Linked DNA regions of Hordeum vulgare: region 2 is linked to region 1. Evidence: chromatin contacts called from public Hi-C data. All regions are on one chromosome and are shown on one strand. Each heading gives the region's core, a stretch centred on a gene start, on an enhancer-like site or on the middle of the called end of the contact. The rest is flanking DNA. Distances are from core to core; before and after follow the strand shown.

The links. Hi-C and Micro-C count contacts between places; a contact is called where the count stands out from the background.
Region 2: a Hi-C map of leaf shows a contact between it and region 1, with 3 times the contacts expected there. The contact joins the promoter of LOC123410145 here to the enhancer-like site in region 1. A contact is called at or near these places in 3 of 6 Hi-C or Micro-C datasets (leaf and seedling).

Annotation. Positions count from the first base shown.
Region 1 is chr7H:613,983,526-613,988,493 of MorexV3_pseudomolecules_assembly, reverse strand. No RefSeq gene overlaps it. Among protein-coding and RNA genes, the nearest start is that of LOC123408955, 9.3 kb to the right of the region's middle. Within about 2 kb of position 2,808, at least 1 of the 3 cell types and tissues checked has open chromatin away from gene starts, as enhancers often do. A contact at or near this core is called in leaf, where this site is marked.
Region 2 is chr7H:614,019,179-614,024,286 of MorexV3_pseudomolecules_assembly, reverse strand. LOC123410145 (carbonic anhydrase, chloroplastic-like) reads left to right here and starts at 1,390. Exons shown (of 5, transcript XM_045103041.1): 1 at 1,390-1,541; 2 at 1,667-1,715; 3 at 3,119-3,375; 4 at 3,459-3,564; 5 at 3,673-4,160. The coding sequence starts at 1,483. The coding sequence ends at 3,807.

The DNA of each region.
Region 1 (4,968 bases), core at 1,559-4,058:
CCTTGGTCCGTTCGTCGCAGCAGCCTGCCCTGCCTAAGATTTCCTCCACTACGTTGCAGCAGCCACTTCATCAATGGCAGCAACGCCAGTGAGAGCTGCATCCCGGCGCGTGATGACGACGATGATCATGGATGTCGCAACGCAGCGCGCGGCGGCCATGGTGGTTCATTCCATTCCAGCTCCCTGCCAGCAACGAGATTAAGTCGAAGTAGCTTCGCCGGAGGCAATATAGGAGTCGAAGCACAACTTGCGTTGCATTGCAGCTTCGCCGGTAGCGGGATCCGGGTCGAAGCACAGTGTGCGTTGCACTTCAGCTTCGCCGATGAGGAGACAGGAGACTAGGAGTCGTAGCACAACTCGCATGGCACGCACTGCAGCTTCGCCGGCACGCGTTGCACTGCGGCTTCATCGGCGACGAGATCCGGGTCGGAACACAACGCTTGTTGCACTGCAGCTTCGTCGGTGATGATGCAGCATCAACGACAGTGGAAACACCGACGACCACGATTTTGTAGCACGGCAGATGCTACAAAACAAAAACAATTGCAAAGATGCATGTGCGCGTTCGTTCGCTACGTCGGTAAGTCCAAACCGAATCCGACTGGCGCACCAACAACTACGTGGGTATATCATGCGAGCATGCATCCAACCTCTCACGTCAGGTCGGGGCTCGCCTCAACTATAATCGTGCGCCGCCCGGTCTCTTCCCTCCGGCCAAACGCTATGGAGTCGCCGCGCCGCACCAAGCGCCCCGCCGTGGACCCCGACGACGACGACGTGAAGGCCGCCGCCGAAGCACGACGCTGCTACGGCCCCGCGGCCTACGACTTCCTCGACGACGACGAAATGCCGGATGGTGCCGCCTCGCAAGGCACCGGCGGCGACACCGGGTTCCTGGACGCCACCGGCAGCTTCGTGGAGCGCGCGGCGCGGGGCGGCAACAAAGACGAAGCCTGGCTGGGCGCCGCCGGCGACGTCGACGGCGACGGCCAGGCCGCCATGACGAAGCGCGCGAGGAAGGCCATGGATAGGCAGGAGGAGGACGAGCGGATCCTCGAGGGCGTCGTCGGCTCCCGCGCCGTCTTCGACATCAAGAAGCGGATCGCCGCCCTCCTCCGGCCCGGCGAGACGGCCCCGCGCGCGCTGCGGAGGCTCAAGGGCGCCCCGGGCGCGCCCGCCGGAAACAGACGTGTCCGGGGCAAGGAGATGGACGAGCTGGTGGACGCCTCGGCGGAGCTCGTGCGGCGCGGCGACCTCGACGTGTACACGGACGACCGCGAGGCCTTGGAGGACGCTTCCGCGAGAAAAGATATCAGGGTTTTAACTCTGGCAATCCGTCCGCCGTCCGGATCGCCCACGGCGCCGCCGGTGGACGTCATCGCCGGCCATGACGACATGGTCAATCAGGCCATCAAAGCTGTGGCAAGCGGCAAAGTGTCCGCCATTGATCTAGAAATGGATCTACAGTCTCTTAGGGTTCCTTCTGGGGAACACGTCCGTTCGCCGGCACTGCAGGACAATCCGATCGGGTCCTCGACGTGCACATCGTCGTCCACCTCCGGCGACACAAATGGCGAACGCGATCTCTACGATCTAGGAGTTGCGACAGCGTTGGCGACGGGCAGCGGCAAATTACTATCCGACGTGGCCAGGTATTTCGGGCAGGAGGCCAAGACGGTGAAGAGGCCGCGGCGGCGGGCGAGGCAGGGGAATGCACCGGCGCCGCCCGTGAAATTCTCCCTGCGTCTCTCCGAGGAGGAGGCAATGGAGGACGTGGCGGCCGTCACCCTCGCCAAGGACGTCGTCAAGCTAGAGGGCGAGGTGATGCCGGCGCGCCGCAATGCAAAACGTCGACGACACTGATCCAACGGTTTACTGGTAAATCAGCAATTGCATGCAGTATTGGCCGTGAACCAAAAAGATGACGGCGGCCATATGCACAGGTCTGTAGAGTTATTTCTTCAATTCTTGACCAAAAGATGTCGAGCCCTTTTCCGCTGTCATGTCATGTGTGGCCATCACGTTGATTCTGCTTCTTTTTCTTTTGACTGTTTGCGGTTGAACTGCATCGTACTGCGTTCTTCTCTTGTGGATTAACAAAAATATGTGAGTAGTGAAATTAATTTGTTCATCAGTTGCGTGGGCTACTCATCAATACCCGTGTTTGTTCTTGAATAATTCCTTGTGATCAGGCTTGCTAATATATGCCGTGTATTTGGTTGCTTGGTACTCCCTCCGTTCCGCAATTTCACTAAGGATCTACATACGAAGCAAAATGATTGAATATATACTCTAAAGTATGTCTATATACATCCGTATGTAGTCCATTAGTGAAATCTCTACAAAAACTTATATTTAGGAACGGAGAGAGTAGTTGGTACTAGTTCCATTTACCGTTTATCCATGGACCTGGAAATGAGAAATTATTGTATCAACTCACTATATAATGGTCAAAGATAATGACTATTCAAAACCGATGCCTGCTTTCAAAACAAATGGGAGAAATAACGAAAAAATATGAATTCCCACAAGACGTTTGTAAATTCAGGACAAATATGCGAGAGAGCCCTAATGCTGGATAAACTAAGCAAGCAAAAAACATTTGTAAAATTCAGTAAAAAAAGACTGAAAGCTGATTTGTAAAAACATTTGTAAAGCTGATTTCCTCGAGAGAATAGGAAGAATGTGCAGGACCTGCACGCAAGACGGAAAGCTGATATTTATGTGACCCACATACCTCGTTTGTATGGCTGTATATTCCTGAAGCAGTATTTGCAAAACCAAAAAGGTATATTCCTGAAGCAAAACGATTTTTCCGTCCATTTTAATGAATGAATCTTGACAGGGACACGTCCATTTTAATGAATGAATCTTGACAGGGACACCGTGCGATTTTCCAGTTTTAGATGGTTTTTCTTTCTTCCGTGGGAAGAAACAGAAACCCGTTCACGTTCTGTTTCAAAAAAGTTTGTGTCGTAGTCTAATTGCCTGCCAGCTTCGTCCCGCAAGACTGAATACTGATTTTCTGGATAAAATAGGAAGAATGTGCAGGACCTGCACCCAAGACTGAAAGCTGATATTCATGTGACACATACCTCGTTCGTAGGTTGTATAGCCGTATATTCCTGAAGCAGTATTATCAAAACCAAAAAGGTATATTCCTGAAGCAAAACGATTTTCATGTTCATTTTAATGCATGAATCTTGTCAGGGACAGTGCAATTTTCTAGTTTTAGATAGTTTTCTTTGTTCTGTGGGAAGAAACAGAAACCCGTTCATGTTCTGTTTCAAAAAAAATTGTGTCATAGTCTAATTGCCTGTCCGCTTGGTCCTACCGTATCTTACGTGAGCAGGACTCGTTACTCCGATAGCCCTCATGTGTGTGCTTAGCACCGGTACCAACTCGCTGATCCCCACAATGAAACAGAAACGCCACACAGGCCCCCATTTAGCTTGAAGGATCTCTCAGCCCTGTCGTCTTCTTGGCCCTTCTCCTCGTCGGCGGCCGTCAAGCTCGTGTGCGCTCACGACATGCCGCCGCCGCTGATGTTAGTCCACAGTAACATCATTTTCAAGCACATCCTAGAACCAGCCCAATCCACGCGTCCGAAAGAAGTCAGCAACACCACGCCATCGGGCAGTCAGATCGTGTGACGGGCGCCGGCGGAGGGGACCCTACGGCGGCGCCATCGGCAAACGTCGTGGACGGTCGAAAGGCAGCTGGTATCGGAGTTGGAGCGGGCCGCCAAGAAACCGCTGATTCTTTCGATCTCTGCTCGGATCGCATGGCTTTCATCGGCGATGTCGGGGAAAGGAAGGTTAGATCTGCAGCACACACTTATGAGCCCTCGCCGCTCGAAAGGGGACAGGTCGCTATGGGACGAGTTGCCTCGCAGTCACCGGGCACGAACGTCGGTGATGGGGCAAACTATGGAGAAGACGCTGCGGCGGAGGTAAAAGGAAGTCCGGCATGAGCAGCCAGGTGATACTCGGTGCGTCGGTTAAAATGGGACAACTTGTTTCCGGAGGTGTCCCTGCGGTGGCGCCATCGGAAAACGTCGTGGACGGTCGAAAGTCAGCTGGTATCGGAGTCGGAGCGGGCCGCCAAGAAACCGCTGATTCTTTCGATCTCTGCTCGGATCGCATAGCTTTCATCGGCGATGTCGGGGAAAGGAAGGTTAGATCTGCAGCACACACTTATGAGCCCTCGTCGCTCGAAAGGGGACAAGTCGCTATGGGACGAGTTGCCTCGCCGTCACCGAGCACGAACATCGGTGATGGGGCGAACTATGGAGAAGACGCTGCGGCGGAGGGGAAAGGAAGTCCGGCATGAGCAGCCAGGTGATACTCGTCGGGCCGGTTAAAATGGGACAACTTGTTTCCGGAGGTGTCCCTGCGGCGGCGCCGTCGGAAAACGTCGTGGACGGTCGAAAGTCAGCTGGTATCGGAGTCGGAGCGGGCCGCCAAGAAACCGCTGATTCTTTCGATCTCTGCTCGGATCGCATGGCTTTCATCGTCGATGTCGGGGAAAGGAAGGTTAGAGCTGCAGCTACGTCTATATAACAGTTATGAAAAACACCCTGGGTTTTTTTCATCAAGGAAAAACCTTTCGTTTTCCTTCAACAAACCCGTGAAGTGTAGCTACGTCTATATAACAGTTAGGCCCGCTCGTCAGAAATCAGTATAAAGAGGAAACAAATATGCAAACGTTACAATAGGGATTCGAACTAGCGACCTCAACCTACAAAGCAACTTGTGCTAGGCTCACCTAAAAGTCTCGCTCGACTTCCAACTTCCAAGCTTAGTTTCAAAACCGAACCGGGCAGCCGGTCGGAATAGAAAAAACCAAAACCTACGCCCCGTCCCATTTTTTAAGCTAAAGAGACAGACTTGCAATCAGATCCGAGAAAACCATGTAAACCGATGGATTTTTTGCATGAACTAGAGCTATAAAACCGACGGTTGAACC
Region 2 (5,108 bases), core at 141-2,640, 37 kb before region 1:
GTATAAGGTTATATATTAGTTGCACGTTAAATTATTGTTTTTTCTTTAATATTGATAGTTAGTATAATATTTATTGCATGCTAAATATATTGAGCGCTCACCTCTCTGAAGCAATTTAGGCCATTTGGTCCATGTGATTTTATTTCCGAGATTACTTGGATCTTTTATTTGGGCATAATAGTAAATGCGGATATGCAATGCACGTTCGTATTTGGAAAATATAGTTTTAAATATATTTGGTAGACTATTAATCGCACGTCGATATAAGGTTATGTATTTGTTACGCGATAAATTATGTAATTTTCACTGATATTGATATTTTTATAATACTTATTGCATGTTAAACTTGCTGAGCGCTCGCCTTTGAACCAATTTAGGTTGTTGAGTCCACGTGATTTGACGTCCGAGATTACTTGGATCTGCCTCTTTGGATTTTTTTCCTGGTTATACTACCTAGTAAATGTGTTCATTTTTGTTGAATATTTTCTTAGATATATTTTTGTAAAATATTAATTGCACGTTGATATTAGATAATATAATAATTGCATGCAAATTGTGGAATTTTCACATATATTAATATCTTGTATAATATTTATTGCGTGCTTAATTTAGGTCGCTGGATAGACGTAAATTTACTGGTACAATGCTATAGGCATAGGAAGATAAATGCATGGACTATTATAGACTCCTTTTTCATTCTTCAAATTATAGAAATTAAGAAAGGCATCATCCTTGCGAATAAACTTGGAAAGAAATTATAGTGTACCGAACGTAAATGGACGAAGAATAAACACTCTAATCAATAGCCAGAAAAATTTCTGACTATTTCGTATTTTTGTGACGGTCAAAAAAATTGTACTCTACTAAGTACTTCTCTATGTTTTTTGGTAGTCAGAAATCTACCCACGGTTGATCAGCGGCTAGGATCAATTCAAATTATGCATGCGGGTGCATCTCAAAACTTCCTAAACCACACAAGCCCACCCCACACGTACGGCCACACCGTTGCGTATTCTTTGTGTCTATCTCCTTTCCCGTGCGCGCTCCAACTCGGCCGTCCGTCCCTTCCTGCCCCCAGTTCTCCACCGTCTCCTCTTCTCACCTCCAAAGAAAGGTCCGGTGGTCGCCATCAACTCACGGGCGGGCGCGCTTAATATAATCCGATCAAACAGGAGTATGCTAAAAGAGAAAGAAGAAACGGCGATCGGGCACGAAACCAGCAGCCCCACTCCTTTCACGTGGCGTCATCTCTCTTTGACCGCTACCAATCCGGGGAGACGCCATTTCCAAACATAGTATACCAGCGGAGACGCGGGGGCCGCCCCTACGCCTCATCCCCTCCCCTCCCCTCCCCTCCCCGGCTGCTATATAAGGTCCGTCCTCCTCCTCCTCCCGATTTCAGAAGCCCACCCAACATCTAACTATCCTCCCCCACCCTCCACCAAGTTTCGTCTCTTTCATCCACACCTCCTCCTGCTCGAGATGGACCCTGTCGAGCGCCTCAAGACCGGCTTCGAGAAGTTCAAGACCGAGGTCTACGAGTAAGTATTCCCATCGTCCCGCCGCTAACCGGAACAAACCCTCCTCCTCGATCATGATTTGGTCCGGTTTCCTTGAGGTTATCTATTTCAGTCATCTTAACATGATTATTCTCTCGCCATGGCAGCCAGAAGCCGGATCTCTTCGAGCCCCTCAAGGCCCACCAGTCACCCAAGGTATACACAATACACACAATCTGATTTCCTTCTATTGCTAGCTAGCAACCAACTCCGGTCCCTTGTTCCGCCGTTCGGCGTCCGGTCCGGGGCAAACTCCGCCGCGGGTTTGCGCTGGGGCTGCCCGTAGCATTTCGTGTTAATTACGGTCAAAGTGGAGTGGATTAAGAAATGGAAACGGCTGCTTTGTCCTCATTGAACGGGCCACTGCCTGCCGGCCACTTGATACTAGGTTATGCACTGGTAAACCAACAACCAAGAGGGGCAATCAATTAATCCTCCTAGTATGAAATATAATCGTGGATTCCCTTACCAATTAACCACCACATGTCATGCGCATCCAAGAAATCGGATCATGCTTGCTGTGGTAACCCCGCCCATGTGTGTGTTGTCGTGATATATGATTTGGCTTATTGAGATGTCCCGGTCCTTATCTCTTTGTGGTCTTGTGGACGATGATGGGTATAAAGAAAGAATATTGTTCTTTCTTTCTTTCCTGCTTTTCCTGCTTTCTTGTTGGATAACTTTGATGTTAAGAATCTTGCAACTAGTACAAGAAGAGGCATTTTTGTCCCTCTCTTTGAGATTCTCCATTGGCGTGCCTGATAATGCCGTGTTAGGTTGTTGAGGCCCCCTTGTTAAAAAACCGGACCAACAACCTGTCCGTGTTGAATTTCAGGTCCCAGGCGTCTCATATTTTCTCCTTAGAAAATAGCCGCCACTCTGCAGTATCACATTTGAGCATATACATTTTTTGATAACGATGTCCATTATGGAGCCTTCACCATCTTGGCACCGGCCACGTCAGATCCCACACACAAGAACCGTGAACAGGGAATAAAGCCATCCATGGCTTTGGCCCTGCCGCTCTGCATATATACATAATTAAGCAGGCCTGCCGAACTATGGAAGTGCTATCAATCTTTGGAGCAACTTGCAGACTGTGGTGGTCCTGTCTTCCATTCTAGATTCTAGATAACTCGCAAAAAGTCATGGCGAATACATGATCAAGTCCTTTGTTGGGTCTACTTTCACGGGTCATCATCAAGTCTTCATTAGGTTTTTTGGTCTGGGCCAGCAACGGAGGAACCTTGCCGCCACTTGCTTTGCTTGGCTTTCTGTCTTTTCGGTTCCTTGTCGCAAAAGCAAGATTTATTTCTGGTTTTCTCCCGCCGTGCTGGATAAAAAGCGCGCCGGGACAGAATGTCAAGAGTGATAGAGTTTCTTGGCAAGATGTCTCAGAAACGTGCACTCCACGTATCACGCTATCAGCATATTGTGCTTATTCATTTGTTCTACCCGGATGGCCAAAGCAGTCAAAGCCTGAATAGAACTGCGTTTGCTTATCACCAACAACTATGAAACGTCATCGACTAAAGCAAGAAAACAATATGGTTGTGCAGTACATGGTGTTTGCGTGCGCCGACTCACGCGTGTGCCCGTCGGTGACCCTGGGCCTGGAGCCCGGCGAGGCCTTCATGGTCCGCAACATCGCTGCCATGGTCCCTTGCTACTGCAAGAACAAGCACACCGGCGTCGGGTCGGCCATCGAGTACGCCGTCTGCGCCCTCAAGGTCGAGGTCATCGTGGTGATCGGCCACAGCCGGTGTGGCGGGATCAAGGCCCTGCTCAACCTCAAGGATGGCGCGGACGACACATTGTAAGTTGGTGGAGGAAAACACGTTTCCAATCCGAATGAAGTTTTATTTCGTATGTTTCTGACCGGAGCTGCTTATGTATCAGCCACTTCGTCGAGGACTGGGTCAGGATTGGCTTCCCGGCCAGGAAGAAGGTGAAGGACGAGTGCTCCGAGATGCCATTCGAGGACCAGTGCGGCGTCCTGGAGAAGGTTCGCACCATTTCCCATCTACCATTTCGTACTTTGGACGTGAATGAATTGATCAACTCGCTGACCAAGAGATGATATATTTCTGAACCGTTCGTTGCATTCCCACAGGAGGCCGTCAACGTGTCCCTCCAGAACCTCAGCACCTACCCGTTCGTCAAGGAGGGTGTGGCCAACGGAACCCTCAAGCTGGTCGGCGGCCACTACGACTTCGTCTCCGGCAAGTTCGACACATGGGAGCTGTAAATCAATCTCCCCTCCCATTGCTCAAATCCCAAATATACATCCATACATACATGCGCACATATATCATATCAAAGATACCGTGGGGATGATGCATCGATGTGAACGACATGGACCATGCACTGCTCGTTATTTTCCAGCAGTTGTGGACGCCGGATGGCTAGATGTCAATTTTTTTGTAATAAGGTATCAAATCTTCCGATCCGGAATTATTGTACAAATATTACCGTGTGTGATGTATAATTTGATCGGCATGTGATCAAAATACATCAGATGCAATTTCTGTTGAAATTTGGAGGTGGGCTTTAGGCCCATTAGAGAATTTCAAAAAAATCTCCAAGGGCCCATGTAGGTGGTGGCATGACAAGGTGGTGGGAGTTTAATCCCACCCCGCTAGTGGAGGAGAGTTTGGACCCCTTTATAAGGGTCTCTCTTCCATATGCTATTGGAGAGTGAGAAGAGAAGGTGCCCTCGCGCACTCCTCCTCCGCCGCCCGCCACGCCTCGCACGACGCGCCGCGGGTTGCGGGAATGAGCTCCGTCCCGTTTACCGCGTACACGGTCGACGGGAGAGGGGCGATTAGGTTTTTGGGGAGCGATCACGCGACTGCTCGCCTCCGTCCGTCTGCTTCGTCTACGTCCGCGTCGCCCTCGTCATTACCATGTCTTCACCAAGCGAAGCTGATCGTCTCCGCGAGGAAGCCGAGAAGAAGACGGCAGAGGATACTGCCGCTGCTGCTGCTACGGCCAACTGGCCGATTGGAGGGTATGACTCGTTTATCCTCATGTTCGTATTTATCCTAGCAGTACTACTTGTTTGCATAGATGTATCCACTATATGCGTAGTATGTGCTAGGTTAGCTCAAGATCAGTATGTCATTAGTCTAGCCAATGCCATGCTAGTTATTATTTTGTGGATTAATGTACTCGGAAAATTGCCTATTTACTCAACAATCCAAAAACCTAATGTCTGTAGGAATTTTTCGAGTAATGGTTTTGCTGCTGCACTGAAACCGGATAAGTTTACCGGTACTTTTTTCAAGCGTTGGCAAACGAGAACCACCTTATGGCTCACGGCTATGAACGTGTTCTGGGTAGCCGGTGTCACTCCTACGGAAACTATCACTCCTGAACAGGAGAAGATGTTTAAGGAGGCCACCGTCCTATTCCTTGGAGCAGTCATTAGCGTGATCGGAGATAAGCTGGTTGATGCATATTTACATATGCATGTTGCCAAGGACTTGTGGGAGGCGCTCGAATCTAAATTCGGGGCCACCGATGCTGGGAGTGAGATGTATGTTATGG